3 separate regions of the Mus musculus genome follow, and regions 1 and 3 are each linked to region 2. A link is a contact called in public HiChIP or PLAC-seq and promoter capture Hi-C data. All regions are on one chromosome and are shown on one strand. Each heading gives the region's core, a stretch centred on a gene start, on an enhancer-like site or on the middle of the called end of the contact. The rest is flanking DNA. Distances are from core to core; before and after follow the strand shown. Region 1 holds the start of Onecut1 (one cut domain, family member 1). Region 2 holds the start of Rsl24d1 (ribosomal L24 domain containing 1). Region 3 holds the start of Arpp19 (cAMP-regulated phosphoprotein 19).

Region 1 (4,335 bases), core at 866-3,365, 1.7 Mb after region 2:
GATGATGTGTGAACTAATTCTTTCTTTCTTTCTTTCTTTCTTTCTTTCTTTCTTTCTTTCTTTCTTTCTTTTTAAGGAACAGTCGTTCAAGAAGAGATGGCCATAAGGGCAGATCAATCATTTCAATGGGATTAAAATATGGTGGAAGGAACAGTTGAGCTGAGATTATTTCAACCCATCCTTTGGTCTTACAAGAGATGCAAGCACTCTATACTACTGGAAAGGAGTTCAAGAAAGAAAAGAAAAGAAGGAAGGTAGATTTGGTTTCTAGAAAATATTTTGTACTTGAGTGTATCTGAAGCAATGATAAATAAATTAAATTAGTATTATTTTGGTTTTGCCAATGTATCCCCCCATGACCTTTTCCTGGGGGGTTCAGATTCCTAAATGATCATGACCAAGCTGGCTTGAAGTAGGGTCCACAGGAATTATTTGGGTAGGATGGATCCTGTTCTAATGTTGAGACCCAGCAGAGTTAGTCTTCTAGGAAGTGTTTCTGTACCCACTGACCTTGACTGTGGGCCTTGTGCTGTTAGAGGCAGGCACTTGGGTTAAGAGATGAGCCTGTTTGTACCTTAACTGATGAGATTTCAGGTTACCACACCCTGGGTTGACCACACCAAAATTTTCTTATAGACCCCACCACCACGACTCAATCCTAGGCTCTCTGAAAACCGTTACAAGGAAACACAGGCGGTGGGTTCTGTGTTTGGCACAGAGCAGGCCTCAGACACTTTGTTCAGTAGCTGAGCCCTGAAAGCCCGCTCTGAGGCTATCTTTATTGTGAGCACCGCTAGCCCCAGGCTGAGACTCGGCGCTGACCCGGCCGTAACTGCCAAGGGCCTGACAATGGGCACATCTGTCCTTTCTCCAAGGGATAAAAGCACCTAAGCAGACAAGGCTCTGCCTTTTGTTACGGACTTTTTTCTTTCTTTCTTTTGTAAATAAAAGAAAGCCGCGGCATGTGGCGGCCGGGTGTGTGTCCCACACTGGGGGCCTCCCCACGCGTCCCCACCAGGCTGAAGGCCCGGGTTCAATTCCGGATTGGAGCGTGACTGTGACAGGGGCACAATTATGCCCAAAGCTGAATTGATTTTCAAATCTGGAGGCTTCTTGCAGGGACGCCAGGAAAAGGAAAGCGTCCCTGCGGTCCAAGCCGCTCGGCTCAGCCGCGTGCACTCTGCCTGCGTGGGGTACTTCTTCCAAGCCTCTAGGTTCTTTTCTAGAAAGGCTGTGGAGTAACTAAAAAACCAGCTCCGTCCCCCCCCCCCCGCCCCCTTCCATGCTAACCAGGCCCTCTCTCCTGTCTCCCTCAGTATCCCCCAAGCAGAGTTATCCAAAGTGGGAGAGCTATCTTAATTGGGAGCAAAGTGACAGACCTTCTTTGAGGTCTGGGACAGTGAGGGGTGGCCTCGATCTGAGTGCTCCTCACTGAGCACAGATTCCTGAGTGCTCCTCGGCCCCGGGCTCAGATGGAGAAAGGTAGTTCGAGGAGTACTTGAGAGGATCATGGATGGCAGTTCGGGATACAGCGTCCCGACCTAGGCCTTCAGGGTATATACACGTCCCAAGTCCCCGTAGGACAACTATTTAAGGACAGTGAATGAGTTGGTCTCCAGCGATCCTCTAGGGAATAAAGCCCAATGGGCGAGTGGGCTTTGGGCCATGACATAGTTTCTACTCCCCGCCGGTAACCTGTACCGGGAACTAGCAACTCAGACTCAGGGGCTCTGGTTCTCAAACCTAGCTGGCTCACGGTGACAGAAACCAGGCAAGAAAGTCCGGATGGAAAGAGAGAGGGAGGTAGTGAGGAAGACCAGGAGGTAGCAAGTCTCCGAGGACTGTGGAGGCGGCTCCAGGTCGCACTCTGCGCGCGTCCCGTGCACGTGCTCACTGATCCCGGGCCATTCGGCGCCGCTGAGAAAGCTCTGTCCCCCCCACCCCCACCCCACCCCCTCGGTTCATTTGTGCTGGGACGTCACGGAGCGCTGGGACCGAGGGGGCGGGGCCTGGAAGCGCGCATGCGCGCTACGCCCGGCGGGCGTGAGGGCGGGCAGCGGCAGCGGCGGCGGCTACGGAATCGCAGCCACAGTCTGCAACAGTAACCGAGCCATGGCTCGAGCTGGCGGGCGGCACAGGCAGGCAGCAGCCGCGGCAGGCGCACGGGCCGCGTCAAGGGAGCCTGGGGCAGCAGGATTCTAAGAAGAGGGGCGAGAGGGGGCCGGGCTGGGTGGGCTAGGGGTACCGCGCTCTCCCAACAGCACGGGTCCTTTTTGGAAATTAATATTAAAAGAAAAAAAAAAGACAGAGGGGAAGGTGGGAGCAAGAGAGAAGGCAAGACACACACAGAGAGAGCGAGAGACACAGATCCCCACAGTGAGAGGAAGAAAGGCCACAGTCGCAGGCAGCCGATGTGAAGACTGGACTCCTTGCGCCCCTCGCCGCCTCTGCCCGGCCACATCGATGTTGCAGCCCGCTCGCCCGCATCACGATGAACGCACAGCTGACCATGGAGGCGATCGGCGAGCTGCACGGGGTGAGCCATGAGCCGGTGCCCGCCCCTGCTGACCTGCTGGGCGGCAGCCCTCACGCGCGCAGCTCCGTGGGACACCGCGGCAGCCACCTGCCTCCCGCGCACCCGCGTTCCATGGGCATGGCGTCCCTGCTGGACGGCGGCAGCGGAGGCAGCGATTACCACCACCACCACCGCGCCCCTGAGCACAGCTTGGCTGGCCCCCTGCACCCCACCATGACCATGGCCTGTGAAACTCCCCCAGGTATGAGCATGCCCACCACCTACACTACCTTAACCCCTCTGCAGCCGCTGCCGCCCATCTCCACCGTGTCCGACAAGTTCCCTCACCATCATCACCACCACCATCACCACCACCACCCACACCACCACCAGCGCCTGGCGGGCAACGTGAGCGGTAGTTTCACACTTATGCGGGATGAGCGCGGGCTGGCCTCTATGAATAACCTCTATACCCCCTACCACAAGGACGTGGCTGGCATGGGCCAGAGCCTCTCGCCCCTCTCTGGCTCCGGTCTGGGCAGCATTCACAACTCCCAGCAAGGACTTCCCCACTATGCTCATCCCGGCGCGGCTATGCCCACCGACAAGATGCTCACCCCAAATGGCTTTGAAGCCCACCACCCTGCCATGCTCGGTCGCCACGGGGAGCAGCACCTCACGCCCACCTCGGCCGGCATGGTACCCATCAACGGCCTTCCTCCGCACCATCCTCATGCCCACCTGAATGCCCAGGGCCACGGACAGCTCCTGGGCACAGCCCGAGAGCCCAACCCTTCGGTGACCGGCGCGCAGGTCAGCAATGGAAGTAATTCAGGGCAGATGGAAGAGATCAATACCAAAGAGGTGGCGCAGCGTATCACCACCGAGCTCAAACGTTACAGCATCCCACAGGCCATCTTCGCGCAGAGGGTGCTCTGCCGTTCCCAGGGGACCCTTTCGGACCTGCTGCGAAACCCCAAGCCCTGGAGCAAACTCAAGTCGGGTCGGGAGACCTTCCGGAGGATGTGGAAGTGGCTGCAGGAGCCGGAGTTCCAGCGCATGTCGGCGCTCCGCTTAGCAGGTGAGGCGCTGGGCGCGTGGGCGAGATAAGGGACTGACGGTGGGAGGGAATGAGAAAGGCTGGGCGCGCTTCGTCCCGCTCCGCCTCCCCTTTCTTCAAGAGAGGTGTCCCTAGACCTGGAAGAGCCAGCTCAGGGAGTCAACCTCCTCCTCCTCCTTCTCCAAGGGCTCAGCGCATTGGGCTAAGGGAGGCTTCGAAGACCGAACAAGGTGGCCTCCGCGACTTCGGGGTTGCGTTTGTGCTCGGGGACAGAGCTGCAAGGTTTTGAGCCGCGGGCAGAGAGACTCTTGGAACCTGGCGGAATCTCAGCGGAACACAAGAGGGTTTAGGAAGGGACGAAGCATACCAAGAACTAGCACCCGTTGCTCAAGGCACATACCCCGCGCGGGCCAGGCGCTGTTCAAGCTGCCAGTCAATATTGGCTGAGCTGGCTGCGGCGACCCGCTCTTGGCCGATTTTATTGGCGCCACGCGCAAGGGGGTCCGCACTTCAATAGGGTGTGCACACAGATTCCAAACCTGCAGGCGATCAGTGCATGGCGGGCTGCTTTGGAGGGGTTATCACACATCGCTGAGTATATAACCAGCTGTGGAAAGGAAGGGGACAGAGGCGGACAGTGACCAGATCCCCCAGGAAACTCCCGGTTGAGCCTGGGCTGACAACTAGCTTTTGCGTCGTCGTCATGCTTTTTTTTTTTTCCCATCTAAGTCTCTGTGCTGCTACTGGGTGGGAATGTGTA
Region 2 (4,328 bases), core at 282-2,781:
ACATGGAGACTCGCACCTATCTCTATCTCCAGTTCCCGGGATCCTATGCCCTCTTCTGACATTGGCTGGCACAGCACACACAATGTGCACATACTAAACAAGTAAAACACATAAAATAATACGATTTAAAAAATAGCAAGGCATGGTAGTACACTCCTTTTTTAAAAAAAGATTTATTTATTATTATTATATGTAAGTACACTGTAGCTGTCTTCAGACACACCAGAAGAGAGTGTCAGATCTCATTAGGGATGGTTGTGAGCCACCATGTGGTTGCTGGGACTTGAACTCAGATCTTTGGAAGAGCAATCAGTGCTCTTAACCGCTGAGCCATCTCTCCAGCTCCCACCCCTCCCCTTTAAAATATTTTATTTTTATTTTCACGTGCATTGGTATTTTGCCTATAAGTCCTCTGGACCCAGGTCCTCTGGAAGAGCAGTGCTCATCACTTCAGCCCCTCTCCTTTAAAATTTATTTTATATGTGTAGGAAGTTTGGTTACATATATGTCAGTGTACTGTGTGTATGTATGCCCGGTGCCTGTGGAGGCCAGAAGAGGGCATCAGATCCCTTGGAACTGGAGTTACAGATGGTTGTGAACTGTCATGTGAGTTCTGGGAATCAAATCTGGGTCCTCTGGAAGAACAACCAGTGCTCTTAACCCTAGAGCCATCTCTCCAGCACCTGGTAGCACACCCCTTTAATCCCAGTACTAAGGAGGCAGAGGTAGGGAGATCTCTTATTAGATCGAGTCCAGCTTGGTTTACATAGCCAGTTCCAGATTACACAAAACGAGACCCTCTGCCAAAATACAAAATCAGTTAAGCATCCCTTGGACCCACATGGTGAGAGGAAAGAACCAACTCGTCCAAGCTGTCCTGACTTTGAGTAGGTTGCTCTCCTAAGACCAGGGTGGAAGTTTTTTTTTTTTTTTTTAATTTTATTTTGTTTTATTATATGTAAGTACACTGTAGTTGTCTTCATTCACTCCAGAAGAGGGAGTCAGATCTCTTTAGGGATGGTTGTGAGCCACCATGTGTTGCTGGGATTTGAACTTCAGACCTTCAGAAGAGCAGTTGGGTGCTCTTACCCACTGAGCCATCTCACCAGCCCCGGGTGGAAGGTTTTAGTTGTGTACTCCTGCCAAGTCCTTTGGGGAAGACAAGCCTGGAGTAAAGCAGACTTTGGTACAATCCGGTGTGGGGGAGCGTGCCCGTGGCAAAGCACAAGCACCGCAATAGCGCTATGGAATGAGTATACCGGGAAAAATTCCAAAGCGCCCGTACGGTAGATCTCACAGAACCAAAAAGTCAAACTCCCAGATGCAGTCTATAGCCTCTGCGTCTGCGCGGGACGCTGCTGCTGCTGCTGCTGCTGCTGCTGCTGCTGCTGCTGCTGCTGCTGCTGCGCACACGCGGGTCAGGTGGTGCCTTTACCTTCAGCTCATTCATATTCTAAGATACCATTTCCGGGTCGGGTCAGGGACTCGCTTCCGGCGACTAGGAAGTGACGTACCACTTCCTCTCCAGCTCCGCGTCCCGAAGGTGGGTCCCACGCGGGGTCAACATGAGGATCGAAAAGTGTTATTTCTGCTCCGGGCCGATCTACCCGGGGCACGGCATGATGTTCGTCCGCAACGATTGCAAGGTGAGGCGGCCGTGGCCCGCACGCTCCGGACGGCTCGGGGACTGGAGCGCGCTCTGCTCGCGCCGGGTTCTGAACGCCGTGGAGTGGCCTGGGCTGGACCCGGCGTCGGTTCACTGCCGGCGAGGTCTCCTCGTTGCTGTCAGACGCTCATCTCATCCGCAGGCCACCCGGCTTGCCGCAGGGTCAGGAAGTCGGTCGAATTAATGCTTAAGGAGGCTCATGCTCTCGTACAGTGGGAGGTGGGGTTGTCTGTAGCGGTTAATGGACATGGTGCCTGAGCCTTATAGACTTTTGCATTGTTGCTGGAGATGAGCTAGGAGAAAGACAGCATGGGGGTTCTTTGGGGGGGATTAACTGGCTACTTCGGCAGCCTTCACTATCCCACTTCTTGAAGGTTCTCACGGAATGAAGTATGTAAGCAAAAGCATTATGATTTGTGCCGCATGCACAGGCTTTCTTAGTTTAGGTTTCTGTTTCTGAGCGGGTCACACATTTTAGTTACCATACTCAGCTTTCTTTGCTAGCGCCCAGTAACCTCAAAGGCTTACTTTTTATGTTGCTTCCAGTGACACACAGAAATTGCATTATTAATTATTTTTGGTTTTTCGAGACAGGGTTTGGTTTTTCTGTATAGCTCTGGCTGTCCTGGAACTCACTCTGTAGACCAGGCTCAGAAATCCGCCTGCCTCTTGTCTCTCCCAAGAGCTGGGATTAAAGGCGTGCGCCACCACTGCCAGGCTCCAGATAGCGTTTTGTTGTTGTTGTTGTTTTTTGTTTGTTTGTTTGTTTTGTTTTTTTGTTTTTTTTTGTTTTTTTTTTCCGAGACAGGGTTTCTCTGCATAGCCCTGGCTGTCCTGGGACTCACTTTGTAGACCAGGCTGGCCTCGAACTCAGAAATCCGCCTGCCTCTGCCTCCCAAGTGCTGGGGATTAAAGGCGTGCGCCACCACGCCCGGCTGAGAAGGTCTTTAAGGAGCTTTTTCTTAGACTATTCCTTCACTTAAGGCCAGTGTAAGGTATTATTCTCTAAAGTGATTAGTGATGGTTTCCGGGTGCTTAGCCTGGTAGAGATGATGTCGGACACCCATCAAACACTTGAGTGTCCTTCTGTTCTGATGTCGCATGTGATTCTAGGTGTTGTCCTTAGTTCTTATGTGAGTGTCTTTTTTTTTTTTGCTTTACAGTAGTTTTTTGTTTGTTTGCTTTTTCTTTTTGGTTGGCTGGGGGGGGCCGGGGGGGGCATGTAGAAACATTTTTATTGTTGACTCTTCAGCTCCTCGGTATTTTAACTTGAGTGTCCTGTAGGTGTTCCGATTCTGCAAATCCAAGTGTCATAAAAACTTTAAGAAGAAGAGAAACCCACGCAAGGTCAGGTGGACTAAAGCCTTCCGGAAAGCAGCTGGCAAGGAGCTCACGGTGGTGAGTGCGGGTGGTGGCCTGGCCTGAGCATGGGCCCCGCAGTGTGCCTGCTTCTTTATTTCTCATACTCACACGATCCTAAAGTCCATTGTTCTGTAGACTTCTAAAAAGTGAAAAACTGCTACCCTAGTATGTAAAAGTTGGTTTGTTTATTTTTTGTTCTTTTTTCTTTTCTTTTGTTTCTTCTCTGTCTCTCTTTCTCTGTCCCTGTCTGTGTCTCTCTCTTCTCCCCAAAACTGTTTTTGGCTTTGGCAAAGAAGAAGAAAAATCATGTAAATGGGTTGGATGAAGTGGGAACTTGGACTTTCAGGGCTGGGTGGAGGTTGGGAGATGAGCTGAAGAGCCCCTGAGTAGCACTGGGGCTCAGGTGTGGTTTGTAACAGACACGTACTGGTTTCTGCGTGTCCTTGGTAGGACTCTGTCGGAGAACAAAAGCTAGAAGTGTTGGTATTAGGGCAAGCCAAGGGCTGAGGTAAGGGTACTTGGTGTCTGAAGAGGGAGGTGACAGAAGCCGCAGGTGTTCTTTGCTGGAGGTAGAAGTTTTAAGTTGTGCCCCTCTGTGGCTGTCCCTTCCCCCAAAACCTGTGACCTGCCTCCTTCCTGTCACTTAGAGGTATAACCTATAAGCCAGACCCAGGTTCCTAATCCCAGGGCTGTCTAGTGAACACAGCTGCTGGCCATGTAGGATGGGAAGCCAAATCAGTTACTTTTCAGAAATAGTCTTCAGGGACGGTGAGGCAGCAGGATCTCTTTAATGCCCAAGATGGAGGGTGCCAATCCTGCTCCTCCCCTACCCCAGCTGCCTTACTGCCTAGGATACTGTGAGCGAGGAGAATCTCACACTTGTAAATGAAATAGCTAGCATAGAGTTGATATTCTGTATCTTCTGTCAGCTACATTTGAAGCAAAGGCACGCCTGCAGCTTTTTAACTATCAAAATACCTGCTTGTGGAGGGCCCCCTGCACCACACGGGTTATCCCTGCAGGTGTGTGGGCTCACAACTCTTCCCTCTAACAGGCTCTTAGACGGAAACGATATGAATTCTTGGTGTTTGATTTTATCTATGAAAAGTGGTTCATATAATGGAATTTCTGTCTGTGATTCTCATCTGGAGCTCGGAAGTGGGGAAAGCCCTTCAGTTGTCTGTAATTCTCACAGCTGCTGGACAGCCACTGATAGGGAGAGAGAGAAGGAGGGAGGCGGGGAGGGAGGGAGGGAGGGAGGGAGGGATTCGCCTTTCCCTCCAAGAATCCCTCAGAAAAG
Region 3 (3,944 bases), core at 1,062-3,561, 1.9 Mb after region 2:
TATATAGATATTTTTATTCATTTTAGGAACAGATTTCTTTTTTAAAAAGATTTATTTATTTGATGTGAGTACATTGTTGCTGTCTACAGACACACCAGAAGAGGGCATCGGATCCCATTACAGATGGTGGTGAGTTATCATGTGGTTGCTGAGAATTGAACTCAAGGACCTTTGGAAGAGCAGTCAATGTTCTTAGCTGCTGAGCCATCTCTCCAGCCCAGGAACAGATTTCTTTACACATACATTTCTCCTGTGTCCCTTGTTACATTTTAACCCCAAATTTACTCATATTCATATAATGTATAGTATTTTATTAATAAAAATATTAGTTAGCTGTGTCCACTAGCCTGACTAGTACAGTCTCCTTCTCTATACAGGTCTACTCAAGTGAAAAACACTGAGAGGCTAAAGCAGGAGGTTTGCTGTGACTGAGGCCAGAGTGAGACCCTGTCTGGAACAAAAGAGCCAGGAACAGTGACACATGCAGGCAGGCAGATTTCTGTGAGTTCTAGAACAGCTAGAAAAAAAAATACTTTGATTCCCTCTCTCCCCACCCCCATACAGCAGAGTTGTAGGGAAGCACAGAAGGTTAATTTGTCAGTATAGAATGGTAACAAATATGCTGCTGCTGTTGTTGTTGAGTTTTGGTTTTGGCGACTCGCCTTCATGTAGTTTAGGCTGGGCTTGAATTCATACCTAGCTGAAACTGGCCTTGAACTGAAGTTCCTCTCTCCCTCTCTCCACTTGGAAAGTTCCGGGATTACAGGTTGCAAAGTCCTGGAACTACAGTTGATTTGGGGACAAACTGAGCCATTCTCAAGGGATATCTTTGTCCAAGAGTTAGCCTCTTAAACCCTTTTATCTTAAATTGTTACTTGGCTGGTTAACCCTTTCCTTCCTTCTCCAACAAGAACTCTTAATCGTTTTGTTTTTCAAACTGAAGTATCAGTCAAGACTTCCTGTCTGAAATTCTGCACATGCTGGGGTTTTGGGTTTGCTTGGCCTTTGTAATTGTTATTGTTGTTGTCTTGTTTTAGTTTACTTTTGACACGGGGCCTCACATAGCCCAGGCTAGCCTCAAACTCAAGCTGAGGATAACTTTGAACTTCTTGATCCTTCTGCCTCTACCTCCCCAGTCCTAGGACTTCAAGCATTGCACCACTATACTTGTTTAATCTGCTGCTTGGAGTCAAACGCAGGGACAGTCATTCCAGGCAACCCATCCATCTGCTACTGAGCCAACTTCCAAGCTCTCTCTCTCTCTCTCTCTCTCTCTCTCTGTGTGTGTGTGTGTGAGAGAGAGAGAGAGAGAGAGAGAGAGAGAGAGAGAGAGAGAGAGAGAGAGAGATTGAATGCAGGGACTTGCCCGTGCTAAGCAAACTCTCTACCACTGTGCCAGGGCCTCACTAAATCCCCCAGGGTGGCCTTTGATTTACTCTATAACCTAAGCATACATAAACTTGCCACACTTCCGCTTCAGCCTCCCAGACAGCTGGGATTACAGTCCTATGCCAGAGGGCTCAGCTTTGATTTTGATGTCTTCCACATTCCATATCCAATGACTCTGAGGTTTTGATTGTTCTCCTGTCTTCCAGAACTGCTTGCATTGCCTTCTGATTCTTACTAGTTAACTATATAAGTCTGCCTTAGCCCCAGATTTCTAAGGGACATTTCCTTGGAACCAAATGTGCCAGCAGCTATAAGATGCTTAGTAGAATGACGAATAAATATGAAGCTACGGACTTGACAGTTAAGAAAATCATTGCTTTGAAAATCAATGTTTTGAGCTGACTGCCGTGGGAGAGCAAGGAATGGAAGCTGAATTGATTTATCAGTGATTTATTGCATGGGAAATATCAAGGTCTGGGAGTAAAATATTGACTTCTTCCCTGCTGTGGCTAACATGAAGAGGAATGGTGACATTACTAAAGTAATCACAATTCCTGTGTAATGGTGCTGTGCTTGTTGTAGAACTCTCCGGAGCAGTGGTAGCTTGAAGAGGTTGATCTAAGAAGAAAAGGTGGCGCTGAGGCAAGGTTAGAGAACAGAGGAAGTAAAGATGGATGGGGTTAAACTGAAGCAGAGGTACTGCCAAGCAAGCAGAGGACTAAATAGGAGGTCAGGGTTGTCTGGAAAGGCGGGGGAAGTGGAGGGGAGGGGGAACACAGCGCCACAGACCAACTACAATTCCCAGGAAGCACTGTGCGCCCATGGACGGAAGTGAGGTGAGGCGCGAGCCGCAACCTTTGAGGGAAAGAGGAAGTGCTCGGGCGTCGCAGGGCCGGAGGCGCGGGGATAGGTAGGTAAGGGCGCGGCGCGGGAGCCTGGCGGGCCTGGGCTGCGGGAGCTACGGCGGGCGGGAGCCCGGGGCCCGTGTCGTCACAAGGCGGCGGTAGCCGCCGGCCCGGCGGGCAGCGGGGCAGGCAGAAGGTGGCGGGCGGTCTTGCCTCCCGGTAATCTGTCTTCTCCCGGCGTCTCTTCTGCAGAAGGAGCACCATGTCCGCGGAAGTCCCCGAGGCAGCGTCTGCGGAGGAGCAAAAGGTGAGTGTGCCGGAGGACCCGGGGAACCCTCGAGACCCGCGGGATCCGCGGGACCTGGTGTGGCGGGAACCTTGGCTGGCGGGCCCGCGGGAGCGAGGGCGGCCTGGAGCCCTCCGCCGACGGCTCCTCCCGCAACCGGGGAGGGCCCTGGCGAGTGGAAAGGAACCGATCCGCTCCCGAGCCTCGGTGTAGCACCCAAGTGTACCAGGCAGCTAGGACTCCGGCCCATGTTAGGGACCCAGGTTCTGTAGTGGGCTTTGATTTGCTCAGGACGTTGTCCCTCCGGAAGCGCTCGGGCCACTTGTGAGCTTGCAGGGAACTCTTTAAGGTGGTGTCTCCATTCAGGCAGCGATGCAGGGCTCGGTTATTAGGGTTGTGAGTTGTGTGGCCTCGTGATCTCTTTCCTGAACCCTTTGGGCTTCAGTCTTCTTATCGGTAAAGTCCCGGTAATAGTACCTACGTCCCGCGACGGCTGTGAGGCCCAAACGAAAAACCCAGCACAACTTCTGCTCAAAAAAAAAAAAAAAAAAAAAAGCTAGCTGATGGGCTTTGCATGTGGCACTTGACTAAAAATCGAGAATTGGAGCTTTAGGAAATTTCACTACCTTAGATATTTCTCGAATCATGGGGATATATTTGTCAGCTCATTTGTATGTCTCTGTTGAAGGGAAATGTGCTAGCAGCACACCTACGAGTTTGAGGCCTGTATGCTTATGTAGTGCCTGCCCATTCCGTCGTAATTATTATGATGCTTTGACTTCCAGGGTACATGGAGTCAGTTAGCTAACAAAGGAGAAAAGTCATGAGTTCCCAACAATTTTTCTTTAAAAACAAACAAAAAATCCCAAATTGGGCCTTTAATCCCAGTACTCAGGCAGAAGCTAGAGGAATTTTGTGAGTCCCAGGCCAGCTGGAAGTACATAATGAAATCCTGTCTCAAAATTTATTAATTGATTGATAATTAATACCAAACTGCTTTACTGTATATGGAATTTGGTCTAATGTTTAAACGTAATCCTTATACTAATGTTGCACTGTAGATTAGTGGGTTTTGCTCATTCCATATATTCTAATCATGTCAACTTACCCTTTATTATTTCTTCCATTGTCATAGTTCTCTTCTGATAGTAATTGTAAGTTAACTGGCGAAAAGAAGGAAAACAAGGATAATAAAAACAGTAGGCAGTTATAATGTTGTGTCATATTATACTTTGCAAAACGAAGGATTTATCCTTTCTTCCCTCCCTTCCTCTCTCCCTCCTTCCTCCCTTCCTTCCTTCCTTCCTTCCTTCCTTTCCTTCCTTCCTTCCTTCTGTAGTAGGACCTCTGGGACACTGAGCTCTATTCCTGGGGTTCCCGCTCCCCCCATTTTTGTGAAACAGCATGAGAGGGAGAATTATGTG

Evidence for each region. Promoter capture Hi-C pulls out the DNA fragments that hold promoters and counts their contacts. HiChIP or PLAC-seq counts read pairs in DNA pulled down with a chosen protein or histone mark.
Region 1: a contact with region 2 is called in an H3K27ac HiChIP or PLAC-seq map of embryonic stem cells, with 6 times the contacts expected there. The contact joins the promoter of Onecut1 here to the promoter of Rsl24d1 in region 2. A contact is called at or near these places in 3 of 39 promoter capture datasets (cranial neural crest, hippocampal neurons and liver), 1 of 484 Hi-C or Micro-C datasets (embryonic stem cells) and 4 of 115 datasets of contacts at active chromatin or transcription factors (embryonic forebrain, embryonic limb bud, embryonic stem cells and 1 more).
Region 3: a contact with region 2 is called in a promoter capture Hi-C map of erythroid cells, with 23 times the contacts expected there. The contact joins the promoter of Arpp19 here to the promoter of Rsl24d1 in region 2. A contact is called at or near these places in 4 of 39 promoter capture datasets (cranial neural crest, erythroid cells, hippocampal neurons and 1 more) and 3 of 115 datasets of contacts at active chromatin or transcription factors (astrocytes, embryonic forebrain and large pre-B cells).

Annotation. Positions count from the first base shown.
Region 1 is chr9:74,859,806-74,864,140 of GRCm38.p6, forward strand. Onecut1 (one cut domain, family member 1) reads left to right here and starts at 2,116. Exons shown (of 2, transcript NM_008262.3): 1 at 2,116-3,596. The coding sequence starts at 2,492. Gm33562 (a long non-coding RNA gene) reads right to left here and starts at 3,331. Exons shown (of 4, transcript XR_870924.1): 1 at 3,257-3,331.
Region 2 is chr9:73,111,938-73,116,265 of GRCm38.p6, forward strand. It overlaps Rsl24d1 (ribosomal L24 domain containing 1), which reads left to right and starts at 1,532. Exons shown (of 6, transcript NM_198609.2): 1 at 1,532-1,646; 2 at 2,951-3,064. The coding sequence starts at 1,566.
Region 3 is chr9:75,035,421-75,039,364 of GRCm38.p6, forward strand. Arpp19 (cAMP-regulated phosphoprotein 19) reads left to right here and starts at 2,312. Exons shown (of 3, transcript NM_021548.4): 1 at 2,312-2,541. The coding sequence starts at 2,497. It overlaps Gm51714 (a long non-coding RNA gene), which reads right to left. Exons shown (of 2, transcript XR_003948357.1): 1 at 3,147-3,944; 2 at 1,824-3,047.